Linked DNA regions of Mus musculus: regions 1 and 3 are each linked to region 2. A link is a contact called in public HiChIP or PLAC-seq data. All regions are on one chromosome and are shown on one strand. Each heading gives the region's core, a stretch centred on a gene start, on an enhancer-like site or on the middle of the called end of the contact. The rest is flanking DNA. Distances are from core to core; before and after follow the strand shown.

Region 1 (2,764 bases), core at 4-2,503, 610 kb after region 2:
TGTGCATGTGGCTGTGGCCCTCCCTCCCCGCCCTTCCTCTCTGTTGCCAGCCCATGGGATGTGGGGAGGTGGGACTACCACCTCTCTTCTTATATATCATAGGCCAAAGCTCCCAGGAGCCCTGTTCACAGCTATGCTATGAGTAGGTACCTCAATACCTGCAGTTTCAAACATGTACCCTAAAAGGTAAAGGCAGACCTTCCAGAGGGCAGGAGGACTTCAAAACAGATCCTACCTGACCCAGCCACCTGCTTAGCATCCCAAGTACTAGCAATTCCTACCCTTCTGAGCACTGGGCAGCCTCTTCCCTAGGGAACTGGGCACAGTGTATCCTCCTTTCACCAGACTGGAATAGTATGAATTGGCTTCAAAAGCAACTAGAATCTAGGATGAAAACCAAAGCAACCAAGGCCCTGTTCCCCAGTGCTGTTCCCTGTGGCATCAGGATTAACAGACCCATCTGATATGGTTATGGTGATTTTCTTCAAAAAAGATTCTGTGGAGTCCCCTGGCAGGTTCCTTGCAGTGAGTGACTGGCACAGCTGCAAGGATATCACAGCCCTAGGATGGGCTGTTGTCTGAGGAGAGCCACAGACACGCCCCACCTGCCCTGGGCTCCTTGTCAGCCTCACACAGCCTTCAGCTGCCTGTCCTCCCACCCCTTAGGTCTCCCTTCTGCTCCCATTCCCAGACCAGCATATCTGGATAGGCAGAGCAGTGATGGATGGTGGTTTAGTATCTGGGTAAAGAAGACTCTGGTGCTTTGCCAATCCTGGATCTCTAGACTAAAGGCTCATCCCACAAATCTGAGGAGGAGCTAGCTTCTCTGCTGGGCCAAACCCGGGCTTCCAAGACCTCCTTTCACTGCCTCCTTCAGAATCCTTAAGGAAGCTGTGGCTCGAGTACTGGGTTCTCTCAAGACACAGAGGTGGCTGAGACACGGCCTCCCCAACCCTCGTGAGGAACAGCTTACCAGTCAGTAAGGAAAGTTTTTGCAGAGTGAACGTGCTTAGGAGGCAGGCACTGGACTAGAAACTTCTATAACAGGCTTGCTCCACCCTCAGGTTGGACATCATGTTACTGAGAACTCTGAGCCATAGCAGTCCTGGGTTGCCCTAACCTGTCTGACAAATGGAAGTCTCAGGTCTCCATCTGAGGTGGTGCAGCCAGGCCGCCCTGGCCAGGACTTGAGCCACCTGTCCTCTGTTGCCTCCCAGTGGCTCTGTCATCTTCCCACAGCACCAGCTGAGTCACTTCTCTTTGTGTTTGTTCACCCAGCACTGAGTCAGAGAACTGATAGAACGTGTGTCCACACACCACTCAGTGTGGCAGTTGGCACCGAACACTAAGGGCACTGCTGGCAGAAGAGATGACAAGAAATAAACGAAGTACTCACTCATCAGCTATCCAAGACACCTGCCTGCACTATAGGCTAAAGCACAGGGCACAGAGCAGCTCACTGGCTTTTCCTCAGTGGCCTGTCAGGTTCACATGGAAGGAAGACAGACACAATCTCACTCTGATTGGGGTCTCAAAAAGCTCAGAAGCAGGCAGTATGTTCCCAGGGGAAAATGGAGCAGGTTGTGGGTCCAGCATGGATGAGAAAGTTAAGTATTAATTAATGGTTGTAACCTGCCCTCCTGGGGAGAGAGGCTGACACCCTGCACAGTCCTACTTAGCAAAGAGCCTTGGAAAGGACTTCAGTGGGCCCAGGATGGCAGTCCACCGGAAGCTGGAGCACAGCACACTGGAGGTATGGTAAGAGGGAGCTGGTGCCAGGCAGAGGCATCCCAGATGCATACCGCAACAGCCAGTGAGGATACCCACTGCACCACCATGCCAGCTAGCCACTAAAGCAGCCAGTGAGGGCAGTCCAGGTGAGAGGAGGAAGGCCTGAGAGGAGAAAAAAAATATCCAAAATCCTGGGGTGGGTGGTGTCCCAAAACTGAGGCAGCATAGGCACAGTGGGAGCAGCAGAGACCTGCAGTGGCTCCTGCTGGGAATGGGGCAGGCCTGTGAAGGAGAGAGGGCTGAGCCATAGGGCACTGGTGACTCAGTGAGATGGAAAGAGGGACCAAGTGTAGAACAGCTGGACCATGAGAAGAGAGCATGCAGGGCAGTTCAAGAACCTTAGAAGAGGCCATGTGGGCAGAGTGGGGCTCCAGAAGAGGGTATTGCAGTCAATGGGAGCTAGGAGCCTGGAGCCAGATCTCCCTCTGTGAAGGTTATTGATTATCAGTTTCTGAAGGATACAAAACATCCACTCTCACTACCTCCCCAAGACCAGCAAAGGCACCAATGAGCTTGTGTTCAGGGATCCATTGTGAGGGGAAATGGGAAAATAAAGGAGGACGTTACCCTGGTAGCTGAGAGTGAGCCAGCAGTCCCTGTTAGACTGGAGAAAGGCAGGTACGAGGCCATCCACAAAGAATGCTGAAGCACCGAGCTGCAGTACTGCACAGCATCCAACAAGGCTGGGCTGCTCTGGGCTGGGGGTGGAGAAGGATGGCTACAGAAGTCAGTGTTGCCACTGTAGTAAATAAACTGACCTCTTCCCACACCAGCAGGCAAGAGAGCGATCATCGGAGAGTCACCAGGCCTGGTAGAATCTCCTGTGATAGGACCCCATGAGATGCAGCAGAGGGCTGCTGCAGGATCCAGTCAGCCCTCAGGCCTTCAGCAGCCAGGCAGGAGATTGAAAACATCTTCTCCGGGGCCCTCCTGTCCCCACATGAAATACAAACTTGGCAGCAGAGTTTCCCCA
Region 2 (2,785 bases), core at 136-2,635:
CTATCTGATTCCTCTGCAAGACTGAAGAGGGACTTACCTGCTAGAGCTGTTGGCCATAGATGGCTTAGGCTATCGGCTCCCTCTGGAGATAGATAATGATGGAAAATGCCTTGCCTGAGGTCACACCTCCTTCATGGGTGTGCCCAGTGACTGCTGTTCAGGGGTATAGAAACATCCAGTCTCAATTCAGGACTATGAGAAAGGTCCGTGATGTCTCTGGTGCTTCCCATAGACTGTATCACAGTCCCGTCCTCCCTCCTCTGCCAGTCCCTGATACCTTCTTCTGCCCTCCAGGAAGACCAACCCCAGAAACACTCCCTACTGAGGCTGCTGCTTCTGGTTAGGTGTTGTCCCCCCTTTTAGAGATGACCTCCTTGAAGCCCTGATTACCTACCTAGACACTTCTGAGTACCTCTTGCCTTTTCAAATACCTATTCTGTAACAGTCACTGAACAGGCCTGCTATGTGCTGAGTACTAACTGTTCTAGGTGGGAAATAGTGAAGCATAGTAGGACAGGTACACGTCCAAGAGGAGTTCAGTACTGCAGAGGGGCATGGAAAAAGCAGCCCCGAAGATAAGGCAGTAACAGTGAACCTGAGAGTACTATTTAAAAACAAAAAAACAAAAAAACAAAAAAAACAAAAACAAAAAACCCAAAATCAAACGGAATGAAGACACAACACAGACTACTTGATCATGACTATGAAAAACTAGCTGTTCCTGGCCAAGCTTGAATCAGATAAAAGGTATCACTGCAGCAATCTGCCCCCCCCCCCAAAAAAAAAAAAACAACGGGGGTGAGGGTGGGGTTAGGCACTGAACTTCTTGAAAATGTACAATGACAGCCTTTCAGAGGGGAAGAAAGGCACTGAATTTAAGGCTCAAGGGGTAAGTGGGGGATGAGCTTAATAATAAATGACTGAGGCGGGGCCAGACGGTGCAAAGTCTTCAAGGACGGAGTTTCCCTTCTAAAGGAAGTGGGGACCAAATTCTGAGGGAAGTTGAGAACTATGTGATAGCTCTCCATGGGCCAAATACGAGACAATAGGGTATTTTGTGTTTCTCATAGCTCAGGCTAGCCTCAAAAATCACTATGTAGTCAAGGTTGACCTTCAACTTCTTAATCCTCCTGCCTCCACCTCCTGAGTGCTAGGATCACGGGTGAGCACCGCCAGACATACTTTAAGTAGTTCTTGAAATCTTCCCACATGCTAGGCAAATACTCTTAGCCGAGGAGCCACACCCTCAGCCCCTGAGATGATGATACTTAAAGCAGCAAGGGCTGAGGCAGAGAGCCTGGATAGATCACTGTGTCCACACTGCTTGGCCCAAGAGTACATCCAGAAGCATTTCTGGTAGTGCTGGGGAGCTTGGCCGTTGGTTTCAACCTCTGCTGCTTCGAGCTGAAATCTATACAGTCCAGTCCTTGGGCTTATTTAATGTCTGCATACTCCTGTGCTGAGTCACTGTCAACAGACCCATCAGCTGACATTTATGCTTCTGCAAACCCAGAGCCGTGCCTCTCAAAGTGTGGTCTTCACAGATCCATCGACCCTGCCTGGGAGACTCAACGGAACAAAGACTCTCAGCCTCCACCCAGATCACTGGATCAGAATCCTACCACTTATAAGAGCCCCGAGAATCTCCCATGCTTGATGAAAAGACAGCTCTGTGGTAGAACACTGGCCTGGCATCTGTGAGGCCATGGAATCCACACGATCTCCTATACCAGAAAGAAAAATAAAAGAGAAAAAGCCGGGGGTGGGCAGGGCATGGTGGCTTGGTGGTGAACACCTTTAATCCCAGCACCGAGGGGGAGGAGAGTTTGGGGGGAGGGGGGAGAGGAAGGTGGATCTCTGTGAGTTTGAGGCCAGCCTGGTCTACATAGCAAATTCCACACCAACTGCAGACATCGATCTCAAAAACAAAAAAGAGGTAGAGAGATGGGTCAGCAGTTAAGAGCACTGGCTGCTTTTCCAGAGGGCCCTGTTTCCATGTACAGCATACATGATGGTTCGCAACTGTCTGAAACTCCATTTGTTTCATGGGATCTGATGCCCTCTTCTGGCCTCTGTGGGAGTCAGGTACCCATATGGTACACAGGCATAGACATGCAGGCAAAACACCAACACATAGAAAGGAAGGGGACCAAGGAGATGATTCAGCTGGTAAAAATCATTTGGCAACCTAAGTGTGATCTCCAGAACCCATAGAAAAAGCTGGATGGGGTGGCTTGAATCTGTAATTCCAGCCCTCCTGCTGGGAGATGGGAGGTGGTACAGTATCTCTCATCAAAGGAAAGCTCACATCCAAAGGGCAGGGGCAAAAACAAGACAGACATTGCCTCAAAAGCAAGGTGGAAGCCCAGGTATGGTGGCACAGGCCTTTAATACTCAGAAGAGGCAAGAAGATCTCTGAGTTCCAGGCCAGCCAAGACTACAACAGACCCTGTCTCCAAGCAGCATCAGGGGCTCTGGAGGACAGAGCTGCTCAAGGGCCCCAGAGAAAACCACCACCGTCCAACAGATGTAGGAATCGGGGCAAAAGGCAAGTCGCCCTTGAGCTAAGCTAGAGCAAGATTTTGATTGGGAGTAGAAGATACATCCCAAGCTAAAACAAGGATGGGAAGGAAGACGCAGACAGAGGACCAAAGGGCTGAAACGGAGTCCTTGGATACAGTGAAAATTGGACTTAGAGGTTATAAGAAACACCAGGAGGCTCTACCAGGGACTGTCCACCACAGCTGAATTAGGACAGGTGAGTCTTTTGAGAGAAGGACTTTGC
Region 3 (2,987 bases), core at 452-2,951, 600 kb before region 2:
AATTACCATTACTGCACCTGAGCCAGCACAGGCCCCAGAATGATCTGTCCATGGGCTTCAGTGCTCTCTGAGCTTTGTCAGCCTTGGGACGACAGTGTCTATACTGAAACATCTCTTGGGAGCCTTTTGTCAATTATTAATTTCTTAGGCAACTTTCTGATTGTTAAGGTTCACTAGATATGTCTGTGTTTTGTGCAGTGGTATTGTAAAGTACTCATCTCTGAACTTTGTAATACTTAGTGCTTTTATTATTTAATATGTATTTAAGTCTTCCCTAGGTGAGTGAATTTAATAGAGGAGTTTATGTACTTGCCAAAAATTCTCTAATGTCATCACACTGAGAGTATAATCTCCTTCCTTTCTGTTTCTGTAAAAGTGTACACTGTACTGTTCACAACAGAAGTATCCGCTTCTGTAAGGTTCAAATCCCTATAGATTGGAAGTGTGCTACCAACATCTGCTTCCCATAATCAAATCAGCATGCTTCTGAGAGTTAGAGATGGTTGAAATTACTTGTGGATTATAATGAGATTTCACTTTGTTGATAAAATTGTATTAAAATTGCACACTGTTAAATTTAAGAATTTGTCATTACAAATAGATAAAATTAGAAATTTAATGTCTACAAATGTTGTAAAGTCAGATATCCAGTCATAACTAATACACAGTGGCTCTTTGACTTTATATTGAGGGTGGATGGACATTTTCATACTTAGACAGGTAAATATTTTAATGATTGTATTCCTAATAGGGCAAAAAAGACGTGGCTCAAATTTTCAACAATATTCTCAGAAGACAAATTGGTACAAGAACTCCTACTGTTGAATACATCTGCACCCAACAGAATATTTTGTTCATGTTATTGAAAGGGTATGTACAATGTGATAAAGTTTATATTCTTAGCTGAAAAGAAAAAGAAAAGTTTGTTTGGGTGGGACAAGATAACCAGGTCGGTAAATGGGAAGATATTCTCTGTAGTTTTAGCTCACTTTTACGTAGATCTTGAATATACTGCCCATTAAAGTCTTGGCCTGTAAGCTAGACTAACACAAAAATACCCTGTGAATGCAAGCTTAAAATTGGGTGAGTTATGAGCCCTTAAGTTCACAAATCAAATACAACTGAAGGAAAGAAATAGAGCCAGTGTGGCCATACTTGTATTCTGTGAGATAGAAACCATTGAAGTCCATTGAAATCCCAGCCAAGTTGAGTCCAGAGATGCCTCCTCTGCACCTCAGCTCACCTCACACCTCACACAGCAGTGAAAGCCTTCTTGGGGTGCTGGGGGGTGGGGGCATGCATGCTGCTCACCCTCACTCAGGAGCACATGTGCTGCTAGGTCACTACACATCTTTCTGGAGTTATTCCTAGGCTAAGTAGGCATTTGATTTGGGTAGTTGTCCATTTCAGAAACAAAATCAAAACTTAGATCTAAACTAACAAAAGTGAAAAGACCCTCTTCGTTCTGAGCACTGAGCCTACCTGGCTGGCAGGGTAGGTAGTTGGTCAATTCCACACTACTATTGTCTGGTACCCCTTGAGCTCATTCCAGCATCGGCAGTGTTTGCTAAACCAGTGGGCAAGCATGTTTGCCCACTGCAGTGACTGACTGCTGCTGTGAACGACCTTGCTCCCTACACATTACCTCACTTGGTTTGTATCTATGGTTTAACACTTCCCCCAAGTTCAGACTTGTTTAGACAAAGCATGAGTCAGTGACATGTCACATGCCAGCTCCTCCTACTTCCTCCTCTCTGTTCCTACCCATCTGTGTTGCTTCTTCACCCGTTACTGTTGTATCGGTCCAGTGTCCCTGTGGAAAATATGCTATATGAATAGTCTGAAATCTGACTGTTCTTAGAACAGTGTGATACTGACCAGAATTTCCTTTGTTATAGAAACCAAAGGTTTATTGAAATCTAAACGTTAACACTTCCTATTACTTCATGGTAGCTTTGATGTAAATAATTTTTAAACAATGTATAGAATTAAAAACAACAACAACAAAAACCTTTGTATTCTCATTGTGTAACCCCTGCTGGTCTTGAACTTAAAAGATCTACCTACCCCTAATTTTTGAACAAAGTATTAAAAGCATGTGCTGTCACTGGAAGCTGAAATAAGATTTTTGAGAGAGAAAGCATAAAACTCTCTGGGCTGGTGAGCAGAGTCCTTGGCCGAGGAGGTAAGAAGGAAAGGCCTAGAATGAAGCTTGGCTTGGGACCTGAGACAGCAAGCCTGCCCTACCCACAACCCCACCTCAGCCATTAGCCTTGCATCTTTCCTGCTTTCTGAGGCTCCTCCTCTCTCCCTGCACACAGCTCGGCGAGGCTGCTCCCCGCGCTCCCCGTGTTCCTCATGCATCTGCCGTGTATGCACTGCACAGGCTTTTCACAGCTACAGTCTGGTGAAAGCCAGCGCCGTGCTTTAGTGCATTGGTGTTCTAGCCCACTAACTTGAATAAGGAGCGAATATATTGTTTGAGCATCATCGTTAACTCAAAATCTATATTGGATGTTATATTAGTTACTTTTCCTGCAATAGTCCTGACAAAAGCAGTCCAAGGAAGGAAGGGTTAACTTTGTACTCAGTTGGAGGGTGGGTGAGGGGGTCAGGGTGGACGGGCTGGTCAGGAGTGCTGGTAGTCAGTTCTCCGCTCACTTTTCCTTTCTGTTTTGTCCATGACAGTAGTTGTAGCCCGTGGGGTGATGGTATCATTGTTGAGGCGACCTTGCCTTCTCACCTTAACGAGCATGCTGAGGCTACCTAGGCTAGATTGTTCCTCACAGGTGTGCTGGGGAGCTTGCCTCTTAGATGATCCTCATCCTGTCAGGTTGACCGCCAGTATATAAACCAACACAAAGCTGGTTTAGCCCATTGTAAACTTTACTTTTCTATATTTAAGTTGTCCCACCTCAGGCCATTGTGTGCTCCTTTGTTCTTTTGGCAGAGCCCAATTGGTCTGTGATGGCTTCTTTGCTTTCTGA

Evidence for each region. HiChIP or PLAC-seq counts read pairs in DNA pulled down with a chosen protein or histone mark.
Region 1: an HNF4G HiChIP or PLAC-seq map of pancreatic cancer cells shows a contact between it and region 2. The contact joins two enhancer-like sites. A contact is called at or near these places in 2 of 15 datasets of contacts at CTCF or cohesin (the NIH/3T3 cell line and embryonic stem cells), 12 of 484 Hi-C or Micro-C datasets (the Ba/F3 cell line, the G1E-ER4 cell line, the HPC-7 cell line and 5 more), 11 of 115 datasets of contacts at active chromatin or transcription factors (T-cell acute lymphoblastic leukemia, astrocytes, cardiomyocytes and 8 more) and 1 of 9 other capture datasets (embryonic stem cells).
Region 3: a contact with region 2 is called in an HNF4G HiChIP or PLAC-seq map of pancreatic cancer cells. The contact joins two enhancer-like sites. A contact is called at or near these places in 3 of 115 datasets of contacts at active chromatin or transcription factors (memory CD8 T cells, microglia and pancreatic cancer cells).

Annotation. Positions count from the first base shown.
Region 1 is chr1:87,050,323-87,053,086 of GRCm38.p6, forward strand. No RefSeq gene overlaps it. Among named protein-coding and RNA genes, the nearest start is that of Gm28375, 16 kb to the right of the region's middle. Within about 2 kb of position 1,254, at least 23 of the 459 cell types and tissues checked have an H3K27ac peak or open chromatin away from gene starts, as enhancers often do. A contact at or near this core is called in pancreatic cancer cells, where this site is marked.
Region 2 is chr1:86,436,641-86,439,425 of GRCm38.p6, forward strand. The region is part of intron 1 of Gm32700 (a long non-coding RNA gene); the gene reads right to left. Among named protein-coding and RNA genes, the nearest start is that of Gm32700, 3.5 kb to the right of the region's middle. Within about 2 kb of position 1,386, at least 44 of the 459 cell types and tissues checked have an H3K27ac peak or open chromatin away from gene starts, as enhancers often do. A contact at or near this core is called in pancreatic cancer cells, where this site is marked.
Region 3 is chr1:85,836,535-85,839,521 of GRCm38.p6, forward strand. Cab39 (calcium binding protein 39) reads left to right here. Exons shown (of 9, transcript NM_133781.5): 4 at 752-870. Among named protein-coding and RNA genes, the nearest start is that of Cab39, 45 kb to the left of the region's middle. Within about 2 kb of position 1,702, at least 174 of the 459 cell types and tissues checked have an H3K27ac peak or open chromatin away from gene starts, as enhancers often do. A contact at or near this core is called in pancreatic cancer cells, where this site is marked.